Linked DNA regions of Gossypium raimondii: region 1 is linked to region 2. A link is a contact called in public Hi-C data. All regions are on one chromosome and are shown on one strand. The core of a region is the stretch at or near the end of the contact, and the rest is flanking DNA. Distances in the headings are between cores, read along the strand shown.

What was found. A called contact is a pair of places that touch in the nucleus more often than the background predicts.
Region 1: a contact with region 2 is called in a Hi-C map of leaf, with 4 times the contacts expected there. The contact joins the promoter of LOC105762061 here to the promoter of LOC105763532 in region 2. A contact is called at or near these places in 2 of 2 Hi-C or Micro-C datasets (both in leaf).

What each region holds. Positions count from the first base shown.
Region 1 is chr12:21,762,816-21,765,822 of ASM2569854v1, forward strand. LOC105762061 reads left to right here and starts at 1,609. Exons shown (of 15, transcript XM_052625220.1): 1 at 1,609-2,105; 2 at 2,235-2,327; 3 at 2,777-2,942. The coding sequence starts at 1,938.
Region 2 is chr12:21,622,015-21,625,148 of ASM2569854v1, forward strand. It overlaps LOC105763532, which reads right to left and starts at 1,287. Exons shown (of 5, transcript XM_012581771.2): 1 at 938-1,287; 2 at 769-842; 3 at 582-685; 4 at 375-440. The coding sequence starts at 1,002. LOC105763533 reads right to left here. Exons shown (of 9, transcript XM_012581773.2): 8 at 3,118-3,134; 9 at 2,082-2,872. The coding sequence ends at 2,686.

The DNA.
Region 1 (3,007 bases), core at 359-2,858, 140 kb after region 2:
TCTATAAATACTCAATTATTTTCTCTCTTTTCTTTTTTTCAACCAAAATCCTCTCAAACCCTTAAATTTTTTTTCTTTTTTTAGGAAAGAAATGGTTGATTTAAGGTTTAAAATAAAACATATAGCAAAAGATGCCGCCAATATGGTAAAATTGGCAAGTAAATTATTTTTTTTGTAGAAATGTTTTTAAGATTTTGTGAAATTAAATATTAACAATTTTTTTTTGTAAAATTCTAAACAGTGACACGACCAAGTTGTTCATGCTCAACATAGTATAAAATTACTGAAGTCACTTGTCGTCTTGTTAGAAAAATGGATGGCGAAAACACATTCATTACAGTTTCACGTGGGGAAGTGACTATAATACTAGAGGATGTCGCTTAATCGAAGCTAGTAGCATCAACGTGGAGCACAAGTACCATCATTTGTTGGGTGTCATCCCGTTTAAGGATAAGGACAAGAAGAATTAGATGACAATTGTGTGAAATGCACATGATTTGAGAGGTTTATCAAACTAGCCCCTTCACAATTTGCAACTGTGGAGGAGATGAATCAATCTATAAAAGCTTAGATGTTTTGGATGTTAAGAGGAATTTTGTTGCCAAACAAGACTAGCAATAAGGTCCATGTATCTTCCTCACTAGAGTTTTCTTGGATGATCAATCGATTCAATTGGGGTTTAGCGAATTTGATGTATTTGTATCGGGTGCTCCATAAGGCGACTTGAGAATTGATTGATGAGATAAATGGTTGTTGGCTGCTTCTGCAAACATGGGCATGGATAAAGATAACATGGTTAGGGCCCATCTCTTCCTAATCATGAGAGTTCCCTCTAAATAGAAGGTAAAAGTATAATTATGTACAATATCTTAAGGTGTATTCAATTATCAATATTTATAATCACCTATTGCATTAAATATTTAAACAAACTTAGGGGTTGTTTGGATCATACACATTATTGAAAGGACTTTATTTGGACGTGATGAGAAATCAATCAACAAGTCGATGAAGAGGTATGTTGATGTATATTTATATTCATTGCAATTTATTATTACTGTTAATAAATATAATTGTTTATATATTGTATAAGGATCTCGACATTCATAGGTGTTGAGGTATTGCGATCATTTCAAAATAATTACATTGATTCCAATAGGATGTGAAAAACTTGATCAAGTAGAAAAATCTCAACAAACTCCATACCTATAAATATCGAGATAGTATTCTGAAAATCTAACTACATATATTATAAAAAATAATATAAAAAACCACATAAAAGGATAATTTTTTTTGAACAATTATATTACAAGTTCTGATCATATATGCTAGCCCCTCCTCAACCCATAAATAAGAGAATAATGCGTTTTAACCCATTAAAACCCACGTCCTCCTGCATTAACAATAATACCCATGCCAATTGAGCTAAAACTTAGGGGCAAAAGAATAAGTTTTTTAAAAATAAAATAATAACATCAATTGGCAACAGTTTAAAAATATGAAACATCTTTGATTCTATCCCTTATCGGATTTTTAAATCTCTATCGGATCATGTCTTGTCCTCATTTTTCCTTTTCATTTATAAAGCCCAAAATTTTCCCCAATCACGAAAATCAGCCCATCTAAAGGTTAATTAAATCTCCCAAGCCTAAAGCAACGTTAGTCCCAAAACGCCTTGCCCCACACCGCACGAAATCCCGCACGAAGCGTTGAGCACAATACAAAGCAACCACCGCGACCGACCGTGATAGATAGAAAGAAGCAACCACCATGACTGGTTGTGATTTTTGCCCCACACCGCACGAAATCCCGCACGAAGCGTTGAGCACAATACAAAGCAACCACCGCGACCGACCGTGATAGATAGAAAGAAGCAACCACCATGACTGGTTGTGATTTCAATAGAAGAAAATCCGTGGAAGAGGAAAAGGCAAGGGGATATGTGGGTATTTTACTTGATCTCGCTGCCTTTAACCTTAGGGATGGTTATTCTCACCTTGAGGTACTTCGTTGGCCCGGATGTCCCTCGTTACGTCCTCTTCACCGTCGAATACGCTTGGTTCTGTTCTCTTTCCATTATCATCCTCGTCCCCGCGGATATCTGAACGGTAATTCTTTGTTCTTTTTAATTCCGTTCGGAAATGTACTTTATTTGTTGGATCTATCTTTCTTTCTTTTTTAATATTGTAATAAGTTAGGCTAGACAAATTAAAAATAATAATGTTAACTTAGTGCAGACGATATCGAACCCAGATAATGATATTGAAAATGGAGGAATCTCGTTTTTTTAGAGTTGGTCTTATTGGGGTACTTTTCTCCTTACATGGTACGTTTCATTCTTCATTGAATTTCGCACTAGTTTATTTGGTTTCTCTATTGATGGATGCCTTTTTTGTTGAACTAAAATTCACGGGGATATGCCATTTAGAGTATTCTAGATCAATTTTCTTTAGTGGCACAATTGATTGTAGTTCCTGTAAATGAACTTTCTTAATTCTTTCGGGATGGATATAGGTTTTCAAGTTTTTAGATTCTACTTTATAAGCTAAGGTTAAAATAATTCAAAGGTGGTGCACTGTATTCATATTGTTGTGATTTATTACAACTTTTTCATGTGGGCTTGAAATGACAATTACTGGTGGTTGTACTTATCCATTTGTTGTATTTTCATTTATGTTAAGTTGTGGGATTATTTTGTTGGGAATAGAGATGATTCTTCTATATGGTTTTGCAGATTGTGGTGCATTTCCTCATATAATTAAATTATGTTATAAGCAAGGTTGTGGTGCCCCTTATTCAGGGTTTTGAAGATGCTGGAGACTTCTCTGTGACTGAAAGATTGAAGACTAGTGTGCGTGTCAATTTAGTCTTCTATTCAGTCGTGGGTTCTATTGGCCTTGTAGGACTTATTCTCCTCATCTTGATGAATAGGAACTGGTTCGCTTGTCTTTCTTTACTTATTGTTACTTTTCTTCGTTTTATTATAGTCCTTCTGATATGTTCTTGGATG
Region 2 (3,134 bases), core at 37-2,536:
GTACACTAAGGTTCAACAAATGAACTTCCCAAAGTACATATTTTCTCTTCTTCCCAGTCATGTGAAACAAAATGAAAAAAAGTAATGGAATAGAAAAAAAGATCCCGGAAACAATAATATATACTACCATCATTATCTAAAATGTCAAACAATTGAACTGGCTATTAACCATTTTGCTCAAAGCCGGTAGGTAGGCAGTAGCAACACGAATGAAGTTAAGAAATTAACTACAACCACTTTAATACTGAGACTGACTGCAAGGCATTGTTCTAGCTACATAACACCAAAGAGACGATGCATGCTTTATGTTTAGAAACAGAATTCAAGAACTGAGGTAAACGTTTAAAACAGCAATGATGATAGAATTCTCTCACCCCATCAGTATCGGCCTGTACTGGGATCCCCTTGCTTGCTGCCATTGCAGCAGCTAAATCTTCAGCCTGTTCATCAAAACAGTTTATTTTAGTAATTCAAAAGTAAAAATTTCCAAGAAATATTTCTGTGAAAAGAAAATTTGATGATATTGTTATAAGCCTCAGTCACCCTGGAGGAAACCTAAAAAAGGGGTTACTGAAAGGTACCTTACGAGCTTGATTGATCATAATCTGCTCAGCATTTTCTTGCTGATAATTGGTAATTTTCTCCTCAATAGCTTGAACATCTATTCCTTCAATCAATTTAAAAACTGCCCAAAACCCCCCGAATTAGATAGTTTAACCAAGAAAAAAAACCCAAACGATTAGGGAAATTGAATAAAGCGCAACATACTCATGTCTTCCACTTCTTCCAAGTAATCATTGTATTCTCTCAGTGATGGAAAATCCTCTTCTCTTTTATTGAATCTATTTAAAACAATCCCCCCCCCCAAAAAAAAAAAGCAATTTGCATCAGTAATTAGGGAAGATGAAAGGAGAAAGCGAGAGAAAAAGAAAATTACATGTTGCTTATTCTTCTACGGATTTGCATCTCCTTGTTGTGGGGATTGGAACTAGCAACTACCATGGCCTTGTCGAGTTTTGGGGGCTTTTTTGGCTTGGTTTAGGCGATTTGCAAAAGCGGCTATTGACCTAACTGTTGAGTGAGATCGATCGGAGCTCTTTCTAAACTGCAAGTGGTTTTGCAAATCACTATCGGACCCGACTGAACAACACAAACATGAACTGACCCGACTGACGGACCAATTTTGACCGGAAAAAGTACTGATATGGATTTTGAAAAACGAAAAACATTTTTAAGTGGCCAGTTTTGAGAGTTTACTCAAGTTCAGAGATGGTTAAACGACGCCGTTCGTGAGTAAGGCAGGCAATGGATGCCTAATGCTCGGATCAAAATAACATTTTGAATAGGTTAAAATCAGTTGTCACTTGTCAGTACTTATGTTAAAATTTTAATTTTATATTTTTGCAATTTAAAATTTGTAGTTCAATTATTATCATTTTAATAGTTTCTGATAAAATTTGTCAATTTAAGAAATTTTTTTGTCAATCACATATCAAATTATACAAAACAACCTAATTAAAATTTAAAATTTACAAATTTTGATAAAAATACCAACAGTTTTAATGATTGACTGAAATTTTAAAAGGAAAATTTGAAGATTGAATTTTAACTTTTAAAATACAATAATTAGATTTTAAATTTTGTGAGACTAGCATCATATTTTAACCTTTGAGATATTAACTATAAATTTTAATATTTTGTGATAAAATTTATTTCAATATTAACTTTTGTTTGTGAATACATAACAATTCACGTTCCTAAAAATACATAATTCCTTTTTTAAATGTGTATTATAGGAATGAGCTCAAATCATGATTTGTTTCTTTTAAATAGTAAAACCTATATTGACGCATATCAGAATAGGAATACTAATTTGGCTTTTAGTATGCTATTTTCATAATTAAATAAATATGTTATACTCATCTGTATTTTTTTTGTTAAAATTTACTTGAAAAGAGTTTTTTTATTTTATTTTTTATCTAAAGAGGTAATATTAAAATAAATAATTGATTGAGCTTGACTCAATTAATATCATCAAGACATTAAATTCCAATAAAATAAATTGAAAGCAAGTACAACTATTAAAGAAAAAAAATGCATTGCAATTACACGTATTGAGACGCTTCCTCGATTACCAATATTCAATTTACATTCTAGTTCTTTCCATTAACACTTCTTTAAGAAAACATATAAATCAAACCGAAAAAAACAAAAAAACCCCACTAGCCTACCTCATTTTTCTTTTTCAAATCTGCCCAAAAAATTTTTAAAAGAAAATGGAACACTAAACAGAAAAGGCTCTATCTAACGTTCATGACAGCAGTTACCTTATTATACATCAATGGTGGGACTCCTAAAGACTTCAGCCACCTATGTTCATGCATACCTTACCCATTTTAAGAATAGTGGCTTACCAGGATAAAGTTCCGGAAAAGAGATTATTAAACCAGCGAGGAGTTTGTAGGCGATTACAGAAGCTGAAGTGAGCATGCTCGATCAAATTCCTCAACGATGCCTGGTTTAAGCCTCGCTTAGCAACCATATGTCTTTTTGAGTACCCAGAATTGCCAACTAAGGGTGAAATTACAGGAGCTACTGTACCATAAAAAAACTATAAATTGAATGAATCTTCCTATCAGAAAACCACAATGTTATCGTACAGAGTTCATCAACTTATGACCCTGTTTATGTGTTGTCAAAGTGAAAGCCGTCGGCAACGTTCAGGTGATTTGCAAGCTGGCTGACTGAAGACTGCACGACTTCAGCCTTTGGAGACAGAGAATTAGGAAGTTGTGGTAGGCAAACAGGTACATATTGTTCGCTCTCTTCTGAAGAACAAAAAGCAGAGAGCACAGCTCGACAGAATATGAATCTGGAGAGAAAATCGCAAGATACCATCATTTCATTTGTTTGTCTAAGCATGCAAAATATTAAACAACATACTCGGATGATGAACACCAATATATTCTACAAAGCACAACCACTTAGCAGCAATTCCTCACTTGATATCATTAAGTAGATATTTATCCGAGCATGCTTCCGTTAGACCAAGCAAAATCTATCTAATTTTGTATAAACAGACAAAAGCTACTGAGATAAAGATGAAAGATTAAATACCTAATAATAAGCCGCCT